Linked DNA regions of Mus musculus: regions 2 and 3 are each linked to region 1. A link is a contact called in public HiChIP or PLAC-seq data. All regions are on one chromosome and are shown on one strand. Each heading gives the region's core, a stretch centred on a gene start, on an enhancer-like site or on the middle of the called end of the contact. The rest is flanking DNA. Distances are from core to core; before and after follow the strand shown. Region 1 overlaps Ubxn8 (UBX domain protein 8). Region 2 has its middle 82 kb from the start of Gm33281. Region 3 has its middle 3.9 kb from the start of Gm33588.

The links. HiChIP or PLAC-seq counts read pairs in DNA pulled down with a chosen protein or histone mark.
Region 2: a contact with region 1 is called in an H3K27ac HiChIP or PLAC-seq map of embryonic stem cells, with 5 times the contacts expected there. The contact joins two enhancer-like sites. A contact is called at or near these places in 2 of 484 Hi-C or Micro-C datasets (bone marrow-derived macrophages and embryonic limb bud) and 3 of 115 datasets of contacts at active chromatin or transcription factors (all in embryonic stem cells).
Region 3: a contact with region 1 is called in an H3K27ac HiChIP or PLAC-seq map of embryonic stem cells, with 2.1 times the contacts expected there. The contact joins two enhancer-like sites. A contact is called at or near these places in 1 of 115 datasets of contacts at active chromatin or transcription factors (embryonic stem cells) and 1 of 9 other capture datasets (adipose tissue).

Annotation. Positions count from the first base shown.
Region 1 is chr8:33,623,237-33,627,078 of GRCm38.p6, forward strand. Ubxn8 (UBX domain protein 8) reads right to left here. Exons shown (of 8, transcript NM_178648.2): 6 at 3,088-3,129. Among named protein-coding and RNA genes, the nearest start is that of Ubxn8, 17 kb to the right of the region's middle. Within about 2 kb of position 2,050, at least 38 of the 459 cell types and tissues checked have an H3K27ac peak or open chromatin away from gene starts, as enhancers often do. A contact at or near this core is called in embryonic stem cells, where this site is marked.
Region 2 is chr8:33,229,182-33,233,023 of GRCm38.p6, forward strand. No RefSeq gene overlaps it. Among named protein-coding and RNA genes, the nearest start is that of Gm33281, 82 kb to the left of the region's middle. Within about 2 kb of position 1,735, at least 6 of the 459 cell types and tissues checked have an H3K27ac peak or open chromatin away from gene starts, as enhancers often do. A contact at or near this core is called in embryonic stem cells, where this site is marked.
Region 3 is chr8:33,958,429-33,962,270 of GRCm38.p6, forward strand. No RefSeq gene overlaps it. Among named protein-coding and RNA genes, the nearest start is that of Gm33588, 3.9 kb to the right of the region's middle. Within about 2 kb of position 1,978, at least 13 of the 459 cell types and tissues checked have an H3K27ac peak or open chromatin away from gene starts, as enhancers often do. A contact at or near this core is called in embryonic stem cells, where this site is marked.

The DNA of each region.
Region 1 (3,842 bases), core at 800-3,299:
CTGTGGATTACAAATGTAAGCTACACTGGGCGTGGTGGCGCACACCTTTAATCCCAGCACTCGGGAGGCAGAGGCAGGCGGATTTCTGAGTTCAAAGCCAGCCAGGGCTATACAGAGAGACCCTGTCTTCGAAAACCCCCTTCCCCCAAAAAACAAACAAACAAAAAAAACAAACGTAAGCTACAGTGGTCACCCAGACCTATGGTCCACACAGGATGCCCAGGTAGGAAGATGCAAATCTGAGGCCAGCCTAAGTGACAAAGCAAGATCTCATCTCAGGAACAAGACAGAAGTCCAGATGGGAACTCTAGCTAGCCTGGGGATAAGGCTCAGCTGGTATAAGAGTGCCTAGCAACACAACGCCCTGGGTTCACTACCCACCACCCCATGCACCACACTGGAGAGAGCATCATGTGTACTATATGGATGCACCACCTGTCAATTTAAAAGCCATAGGGTCTATAGCTTGGGCAGGAAATGGAAATGGAGGGTAGAGCACCCAGGAGACAAAGGATTCTGGGATAGAGCCAGACTGGCTATCCACCTGGGATGAGGTAAGGAGAAGGATGCATGGTAGCTGAATGCAGTCACGTGACAGAATGTAGGTTAAAATAATTGGGTTATTTTAGCTATGATCTACTCAGAGTAGAGCCTAGCTGTATGGCCAAGGTATATATAAATATACTTTTGAGTCTGAGTCTTATTTCTGAGAGCATGTGGCTAGGAAGAAGAACCAGGACCTAACTCTATACCACATATGGTGGTACAAGCAGTTCCTTCCTAGCTGCAAAGGTAGAGCCAAGAGGACCAGACGCTCAAGATGATCTGCAACTACACAGTGGGTCTGAGGACATCCTTGACTACATGAAACTACCTCAAAAAAAAAAAAAATGTGTAAGTAGGTAGAAGAGATGGTTACGCACACTGGCTGATCTCCCAGAAGACCCAAGTTCAATTCCCAGCACCTACATAGCAGCTGACAAACTAACCCCAACCCTAGGGTTATGATGCACTCTTTGGACATGCACAGGTGTGGTGGTTTGAATAGTTAGCCCCATAGACGCATGTGTTTGAATGCTTGGCCATAGGGAGTGATACTAGTAGGAGGTGTGGCCTTGTTAGAGGAAGTGTGTCACTACACTCAGTGACACAGTCTTCTGTTTTCTATGAATCAAGATGTAGAACTCTCAGCTCCATCTCCAGTACCATGTCTGCCTGGATGCTGCCATGTTTCCCACCACGATGATAATGGACTAAACAGGGCTGGAGCGATGGCTCTGGTTAGGAGCACTGACTGCTCTTCCCAAGATCAAATCCCAGCGACCACATGGTGGCTCACAACCATCCGTGATGAGATCTGATGCCCTCTTCTGGGGTGTCTGAAGACAGCTACAGTATACTTATATATAATAAAAAAATAAATTTTTTTTTAAAAAAGATAATGGACTAAACCTCTGGAACTGTATGCCAGTCCAAATTAAAGTTTTCCTTTATAGAGTTGCCAAGGTCATGGTGTCCCTTCACAGCAATAATAGTCTTAAGATAATGGGCATGCATGTGGTGGACAGACAGACATATATTCAGGCAAAACACTCATACATATCAAATGATTTGGGGATATCTTATCAACTGAATAAGAAAGGTGCCCCTGGGCTGGTGAGATGGCTCATGCGGTTAAGAGCACTGACTGTTCTTCCGTAGGTCCTGAGTTCAAATCCCAACAACCACATGGTGGCTCACAACCATCCGTAATGAGATCTGTCGCCCTCTTCTGGTGTGTCTGAAAACAGCTATACTGTACTTACGTATAATAATAAATCTTAAAGAAAAAAAAGGTGTCCCTGTTTTCTCAATTGTTAATTTCTACTCCAGGATAGCAGAATATGTAAATATTTGTCACTTTCATACCTGCCCCAAAAGGCAGGCTGCAGCAGGGGAAGCCACTTAGCCCTTAATGCCAAAAGGCAACAGAGAGATGGACCAGGCATTGTCCTGGGGCTGCTTGGTTCAGATGGAATGAATAAATGTGACTTTTTGCATAATAAAGAGCTAGCTGCTGGAGCTGGGGCAGAACCACTGGAGAGAGAGAAAGTCAGAGACGGAGGCTTGCTCATCAGGAGAAGAGCAAGGACGTACAGCAAGGAGAGCCACGTGCAGAGGTGTAATGGTGGGGCAGTTAGGTTAAGTCAGATGGGCTAGCTGAGGCCTGCCCTCAGCAAACAAGCCTTATACTCTACAGATGTCCCCATGCCTCTATTGTTAAACCACAGGCAGGACCCTTGAGAACTCCACAATAAAATCTAAAAGAAAAAACTGTGTGTATTTTAAAGGGGCTGGAGAGCATGTGCTGCTTCTGCAGAGGACCTGGGTTCAGTTGCCAACACCCACATCAGGTGATTCACAACCGCCAGCAACCCCGTCCTAGGGAATCTAACAACCGCCCCTGGCCTCCGTGGGCACCTGCACTCGTGTGGGGCACAAACTCTTGCAGGCACACACACACACACAAATGTCTTTCTCCTGGGGATTCCGTATCTGGATTGCTCTCAATTATCTTTATCTGTGAGAAAGCTTCAGATTTTCCAAAGTAGTAACATGCATGGCTGCTTCAAAAGCTGTTTTCTTAGGAGTCTAATGGATGCTAAACTTCATGGGATGCAGACAGTTCTCTTTCTAGGCATGCTGACTAATAACTTCATGGTTCTAAAGGCACATGGTCCCCTGCATCAGACCGTCATCTGTAACTAAGCCAGCCAGGAGCAGAAAAGACAAACGGTGACAGGCAGGTGCAGAATCTATCCTGTCCCAGCCCAGCCACAGCAGACCTCTCTCTAACTGCACCAGCAGCTGCAGGCTGCATCTTAAGTAGAGGACTACAGGGAAGCCTGTGTCAGTACTGCTGTTAGCAGTAAGCCGGGCTGTACCCTCCCACACAGCAGCACTCAGCTGAGCATCTATCTGATGCCAAGCTCAGACCTGATTCCAAGGCAACTGCCAGGAACCCGCTCTTCTCCCCATGTCCATGGGGAGGCAGGACTTGCCTGATGTCAGACAAAGGAAAGGGAGTTAAGAGAAACGGCGGCGTACCTCTTCAGCTGTTTCTGATGGTTCTTCAGGTAAATCAGGAACCTAAAGAAATATGAAATGGACATATGAGAACTCTCAAGAAGAACCCTGTTCAACAGGCTACATGCATCTAGGGTTTAAAAGGCTTCCTAAAATATCTACATCTGACAGGCATGGTGGCGCATGCCTTTAATCCCAGCACTTGGGAGGCAGGGGCAGGCGGATTTCTGAGTTCGAGGCCAGCCTGGTCTACAGAGTGAGTTCCAGGACAGCCAGGGCTACACAGAGAAACCCTGTCTCGAAAAACAAAAAAATAAAATAAAATAAAAAATTTACATCTATCAGACCTTTACAGTGAACCAGGCCTGGAGGCTCAATTAATGGTGCTTGCTGTCTAGCGTGACCTGCGTTTTGATTCCCAGGACCCACATGGAGGAAAAAGAAGAACCAAATCCTGCATAGTTCTCCTCTGCCATCACACATGCATACACACACACACATACATGCATACACACTCACACATGCATACACACATACGCACATACACATGCATACACACTCACACATGCATACACACTCACACAATAAATAATTAATTTTTTTTTTTGGTTTTTCTACTCCCTCTGATGATCAGGCTGGCCTCGAACTCAGAAATCCACCTGCCTCTGCCTCCCGAGTGTCGGGATTAAAGGCATGTGCCACCACGCCCGGCTCACTAATGCAATTCTTATAAAAGTTTTTTGGTTTTTTTTTTTAAGTTTACAATAGAGTTCTGG
Region 2 (3,842 bases), core at 485-2,984, 390 kb before region 1:
ACACATTCACAAAGGAACTCACACAATATGTACTCACTGATAAGTGGATATTAGCCCAAAACCTAGGATACCCAAGATATAAGATACAATTTCCTAAACACATGAAACTCAAGAAAAATGAAGACTGAAGTGTGGACACTCTGCCCCTCCTTAGAAGTGGGAACAAAACACCCTTGGAAGGAGTTACAGAGACAAAGTTTGGAGCTGAGATGAAAGGATGGACCATGTAGAGACTGCCTTATCCAGGGATCCACCCCATAATCAGCATCCAAACGCTGACACCATTGCATACACTAGCAAGATTTTATCGAAAGGACCCAGATGTAGCTGTCTCTTGTGAGACTATGCCGGGGCCTAGCAAACACAGAAGTGGATGCCCACAGTCAGCTAATGGATGGATCACAGGGCTCCCAATGGAGGAGCCAGAGAAAGTACCCAAGGAGCTAAAGGGATCTGCAACCCTATAGGTGGATCAACATTATGAACTAACCAGTACCCCGGAGCTCTTGACTCTAGCTGCATATGTATCAAAAGATGGCCTAGTCGGCCATCACTGGAAAGAGAGGCTCATTGGACACACAAACTTTATATGCCCCAGAACAGGGGAACGCCAGGGCCAAAAAGGGGGAGTGGGCGGGTAGGGGAGTGGGGGTGGGTGGGTATGGGGGACTTTTGGTATAGCATTGGAAATGTAAATGAGCTAAATACCTAATAAAAAATGGAAAGAAAAAAAAGGTAGATCATTACAAGGCAAGGCTATTTAGAGTATTAAAATATCAATAAGATAATTCCTGTTCAAAATGTCTGTAGTGGGTTTCCTTTCTCTCATGATACTCTCATGATAAACTTGAATCCTCATATACTTGGAGTGGCTTCCTGGTCTTTTGTATACCAAAGATCAGGAAGCCACTACAAGAAGTTTTAGCAATAAAGATGACAGAATGATGCCTGAAAAAAAAAAAAAAAAAAAAAAAAGAGTCCCAAGGAAGTGCAAAGTCACAAGAGTCGCAAGGAATACCTGGTAATTGTGCAGGTTTCTAAGAGCCCCAACAATAGCACATTTGCATAGTGGGTTCCAGCAATGGTCAAGGTGACTTTCTTTGAATGAACACTCTTTGAACCCAGGAAGCAGGTGGGTGGAGGAATGTCACTATCTGTTTTATGATTAGCATACCTTGGAGCAATGAGTCACAGAGGTCACATTCCCAAGCCTAGGCCTAAAGGCCTAGAATTTTGTTTTTACTTTGTTATACTTTCAAAAACAGACATAAATCCCTCCTCCTCTGTTAAATTTATTTTCAAGTGGGATATATCAAACATAAACATAGTAAGCACAAGTTCTAGTACATCGGAAGTGGGATGCACTGTTTGGTAAATTGGAGCAGTTAAAAGAGACTGTATAGTGCACTCCCGATGTTAAGCAAACCAGTAAAGATGTTGTGGCAGTACCTGGGATTAAAGTCACAGCTTTAGTTTACTAGGCAATGCTGGGATGGGGGCCATAGTCTTTAGTTGCTGGGGCCATCTCGGCTGTTCTTTCTTGGTTCTCTCTTGGGGTAAGTGGAAGGGGAAGAGCATCAGTGGGGGCAAGACTTGGTCTTGTGAGATATTTAGGGTTGCCTTTTCTATAATAAAATGCTTGCTAGTCTTAGGTCTGAGTTCCTTGGCAATGGTAGCTGACCTGCCTCAGAGGCCAGAAACTGCACTCTCTGGTGTTTAGCACCTCAACATGAAACAGCAGGGAGTTAAATAAAAGGATTTATTGCTGGTGTGCTTTTCTCTAGTGAATGAGCCAGAAGCCTCTCCGGCTATGCTGGTTAACTCTTTGCGAACCAGAGAGGAAGGAAAGGAAAAGAATTAAGATGCTTTATATAGGCAAATATGCACAGACTCGTGAACATTCAAGCATTCATACACCCATACTGTGCCTGGGGCTGACCGTCTGTCACAATCAACTCCACAAGTATTCATGCATGCTTACACATATACATATACCTACACACAAACATGTAGACAAACAGACACACACATTTGGGTGGGTGGATGGATGGATGGATGTGACAGTTTTTGCATGGCCTTGCTTTATCATAGTACACACCTGTGACTTTATCTTTGGACCTAAATGTTTTTCCTTGGACACGAAATTGTCCCAAGTCCGTTTCTTTTTTTAGTGTGATTTTGGAAGCTCACTGTATTTCTTATTATGCAGCCTTTACTTACTATTCTGAGGAGTGGGTACATTCTATTCTTGATTTTAACTTTATTACATCTTTCTAGCAACTAAGACCATCTCAAGGGCTGGAGAGATGGCTCAGCGGTTAAGAGCACTGACTGCTCTTCCGAAGGTCCTGAGTTCAGTTCCTGGCAACCATATGGTGGCTCACAACCATCTTTAACAAGATCTGGCACCCTCTTCTGGAGTGTCTGGAGACAGCTACAGTGTACTTACATATAATAAATAAATAGATCTTTAAAAAAAAAAAGACCATCTCTAAAAACTTTCTTCCTAAAATTATTTGGATTACATCAGGAATTCTAAAGAATCATTATTTTTTTGTCTATATAGCATCACTACAAGATAGCATATCTTCATAGGTCTGCAAAAACCTGCTCAAACTGGTGGGCCAATACCTAGTAATTGTTATATATTTGGTAATAACAAAAAAGCATATTAATAGCAGGAATTGTTCCTCAGCCTATCCTAGAGAAGCAAATCCACCATAGATTGACAGTCTATGGCAGAACCATCTCAGGAAGATCGACTACTAGTTTCCAGCTTCTCCTAAATGGCTCTTGGCATTTAGTATACAGGGCAGTGCTGGGGTGGGAGTGCACTCGGTGAGCCCCCTGCCTCTGAGCTACCCCAGCCCTTCCATTGAACAGGAGGGAAAGACTGAGGACTTTGCCATGGTTAACAGAGAGTCTTGTAAGAGAAAAGAAGAGCTAATGAGGACATCATGCCATCTTGAGCATCTTTAAGGACACAGAAAGATGGAATAAGGCTTAAACAAACAGGCAGATCCCGCGAGGCCTCAGCCTCGGCTGTACTGCAGGAGTTTCATTTTAAGACCATTCAGTCCTGGGCATGGGCACATCTGTAATCCCCAAGCCCAGGTCACAAGTCTAAAGCAAGCCTAGAGACCACATAATGAAAGTCTCGATGACAGAAACAAAACAAAACAAAAAGCAAAAAGTCAAAGCAATGCTGTTCCAGTTAGTAGGAAAAAATTATGTACTACCCGACAATATGCAGTCAGCTAAAGAATTCATAGTATACCCATATAACAAATAACATACTCTGATAGCTTTCAAAACATTATGTTGCAAGGCCCTTCACATTCTTAAAAATATAGGGTCCTAAAGAACTTTTTATTAATTCGGTTTACATCCATCAACATTTATCATTTTAGAAATTAAAAGTGAGAATTTTCAACTTTGATGAAATATTTTTAATTTTTTGAGAATTTCATACATGAGTGTTTAATTTACAACGTTCCAAACCTCTCCCTACCCTACCTCCAAGTACCCCTATGTATCCCCCTCACTCTCTATCAAATTAATGCTGAGGTTTTAAATATATATGTGTATGTGTGTATGTATGTATGTATGTATGTATGTATGTATGTATGTATGTTCAGGGCTGACCACTTTGAGTTGGACCCTAGAAAAGACTCAATCGCCCTCTCTCAGCAGCCATTGACCGCCTATAGCTCTTCATCTAGGGGTAGGCCCTTCTGAGATCTCCTCCCTCAGTGTTGGCATGTAAAACTGGTGATGGCATTATGCTGGTCTTGTCTAGGTGACTGCATCATTGAGATCTCATGAGTGTAGCTTCCATGGCA
Region 3 (3,842 bases), core at 728-3,227, 340 kb after region 1:
GGGAGGAGGAAGGGGAGGAGGAGGGGGAGGAAGCTCTGCTTCCTAAAACGAACAAAGGAGATGTACAGTCTCCCTCTTTCCCATTCCTTGCGTTTCTCCTAGTTCAAAGCCTCAGTGGCGACGCCAGGGGAGATCTGCAGACTTAGGACATGCCAGCCTCTGGCTGACTGCCTCTGAAGACTGGGCAGAGCCTCAGACTACGCTGGGATGCACTCCCCAGCCTCCTGCAGCACTGGCCTCCCACCCGGGGCTGAGGCAGGTATCTGTCCTTGGGTGTGTGTCCTTGATCCTTGTGGCGGTGGTGGTAGGGGGAGGCAAGAGGTGCAGGCCATGCTGTGCCTACAAAAAGATCTACAAAAGTCCTTTTGCAGACCTTTACTTAGGTGAATCTGGGATAGTTCAGGAAAAGAACTTCAGAAGAGCAAGAGCCCAGCACCCACATACAAGAAGAGTATGGCCGCACGCGCCTATGATCCCTGGGTTGCTGGGCAGCGTTAGACTGATCGTAGGGAGCACACTGTCCAACCAGCTTAAAAACGGCAAGCTCCAGGCTTAGTGAGAGACCTTGCCTCAAAAAATAAGGTGGAAGGGCTGTAGAGAGGTCTCCGGGGTAAAAAGCATTTGTTGGCGTTCTCAACAAGCTTAGGTCCTGTTTGGCTCATAAACAGCCATTCACAACTCCAGTTCCCGAGGGGATGACGCCCTCTTCTGACCTCCTCGGGTACTGCATGCGCAGTATACTAGTATATATACACATACTCCCACAGATCAAATAAATCAAATAGAAATGGAATCTCAAGTAAAAAAAAAAATTTTTTTTTTTTTTGGTGTTTTTGAGACAGGGTTTCTCTGTATAGTCCTGGCTGTCCTGGAACTCACTTTGTAGACCAGGCTGGCCACGAACTCAGAAATCCGCCTGCCTCTGCCTCCCAAGTGCTGGGATTAAAGGCGTGCGCCACCACGCCCGGCTCAAGTAAAATTTTTATAAAGGTAGGAATAGAAGACATTTGAAGTCCTCTAACCTCTGTGCACACGCACAAGCGCAGGCACACACAATGATGAGTATTCTATAACAGTAAAATGATCCAATTCAAGGCAAGGAAGGAGACCAGGGAGGTTGCCATGGGAAAGAGTAGAAGAATTTGCATGCACAGAGAGAGGGAAAATGTAGAGAGGCGGAAGAGAGAAGAGGAAAAAATGTCTGGAGTATATAGGGAAGAGCCTCCGGGGGAGGGGAGCCCAGCCCCTGGGCTGGAAAGTTTAACATAGAGAGCGGGGTGTGCCAGCCATATCCTATAGCTGATAGGGGCTGGGGCATTCGGGGAGTACCTCGGGCCCAGGTCCACTTGGGTATGTAAAATATGTACCTCAGCCATTTGTCCTGGGTCTAAATCTCGACACACATGTGTATTTATTTAACACATACACTCACACACAAAGGTGATAGGTTATTTCTCTGCTGTCGGTAAAATGAGCCAATTTGAGCCAGATTAGATTATATTAAAGGCAGATTTATTGGGAAGCTGCTCTCCGGTGGGGCGAGTTCAGGGGTTAGGGTTAGAGTTAGGGTTAGGGCCCTAGGCCAGGGAAGTCACCATAGGAAAAAAGGGAGGGAGGGAGTGAGGAGAGGAAGAGAGAAAGGGGTGAGTGTGCTGAGAGAGGGGGGGTGAGCGCTCTGAGAGAGGAGAGAGGGAGAGGGAGGGAGGGAGGGAGGGAGGGAGGAAGGGAGAGAGAGAGAGAAAGGCAGACAGACAGATAGACAGACAGAACCCAGAACCTTGGGAGAAGGACAATGAAGGCTAATGCACACCCTGGACAACCATCTTGTGCAGGGTATTGCTGGTTTCTGACGTCAGTCACATCGTTCACGAGGCTTTTAACTTTCTTGATTTGTTTTTCCATTTAGTAAATGAGTCTATTGTGTGATGGGCGCTGCGTGCCGGGTAAGATTACAGGCTCATAAAGAGCAGAGGGCAAAGGGGTTAAAGGAATCCTCACGGTACAGGTCCTGAGGTGGGTAGGATCTGTTGACTGTAAACAGGCTTCCTCTAATCTTATTTTTGAGGTTCCCAGGAAGTTTCAGGTTCCCAGCTGGCAAGGGAATAAGGCTTGAAGGTCATATGTGCTCTGGCCTCAGGGAAGCCTCCTTGCTATTTTAATATTTTTATTTGCAGTGTCTATATGAGTGTTGTCTGCATATAAACATCCTTTGAAGGAGTTTGTTAGTTGTGTTAAAATCCTTTTTTTCCTAGCTGGTGAGTTGCTAATTTGGTCACCTTGGGGTGAGGGTCCCCTTTCTCTTTTACATATGTCCTTAATCTTTTCCTGCTTCAGTGGGGGCTCTGACCCTGGGCAGGTCCAGGGTTGGCACCCCAGTTGCTAGGCTAATTTGGCACTAGTAGTGTATGGGTGTGTTTTGTTCCTTTTGTGCCCAGAGCAAACACTACCAGGCTGACCCGCGACTCTTCTTTCCTCCCCGTGGTGACCCTTCTCTTCTTTGAAGGGCGCTTCTGCTAATTTTGGCATAGGGTTCACTCTAATCCCATACCAGGCAAACTCAAAGGAAACATCACATCTAACCACTAAGAAAGGAAAGAGAGAAAGAAAGAAAGAAAGAAAGAAAGAAAGAAAGAAAGAAAGAAAGAAAGAAAGAAAAGGAAGAAAGGAAGAAAGAAAGAAAGAACGAACGAACGAACGAACGAACGAAAGAAAGAAAGAAAGAAAGAAAGAAAGAAAGAAAGGAGGGAGAGAAGGAGGGAGGCGGTGAAGAGGTTAGCTCAGGAACTTTGGGAAGGTTCTAGAATCCTTGCCCCTCCAGAAGGAAGAGGCTAATTAGCATTCTTCAGACCACAGGGGTGAAGGGTGGGGGTGGGGTGGGAGTGAGGAGGATGACATCGACCTTCAGGTGGGGACACATTCTGCAGGGTAGACCTTGGCCACCTATGGACAGGAGAAGTCCTTGACTCCTCATTCCCTAGAGACCAATCAGTTTAAAAAGTCACACTGTTCTGCCAATCACATTGTGCCTAATGGCTGCTGCTCTGAAAACTGTATACAGACTGACCAAATGGGCTGGCGGGTGGTGGGGGCGTGTCACCGTCTCTCCTTCAGGTGTAGGGTGACCCCCAACTCGTTGGAACAATAAGTTCCTCTTGCTTTTTGCATCTCTGCTGGCTCACTCAGGGCGTCCCTGGTAAGCTATGGCTTGCCAGAGTCTTGCAGAGGAAGAGGGAAGGGGGGGGGGGAGGGAGGAGGAGGCAGAGAAGGAGGAGGAGGGAGGAGGAGGCAGAGAGGGTGGGAGTGATAGGTGGGAGAGGAGGGAAGGAAAGGAACTGAGCAGCTATAATAAGGCGTGATAGTCTTGGATGTTTGGAAGTATGGGTAAGCAACTGAAAGGTCAGAAGTTCTCTTTTGAATGTTGTCAACATCCATTTTCTTCCTGGTCTATTTGAGTGCACAGGTGTGGTCTCTAAAAGCCCTTTTCCGAACTTGATGGAACTCTTTGTTTTATAAGAAGATGGTTCCGGTTCTGTTTAATTTATAACTCTAGCAGTTTTAAAGCCTTCTCATGACACAACTTGATTTTTTTTCCCCTTTTTCCCGGGCCCTGTTTGCTCCAGCCCCATTCACTCTGGCCATATTTATTTAACGTATGTGGGTACACTGTTACTGTCTTCAGACACAGCAGGACTCATTATAGATGGTTGTGAGCCACCATGTGGTTGCTGGGAGACAACATTTGATTTTAATCTTACTTAGTCCTGGCTGACCTCAAACTCGCTATGTAGATCAGGCTACCTTCGTTCCATCTCACAGATATCTGCCTGCCTCTGCCTCCAGAA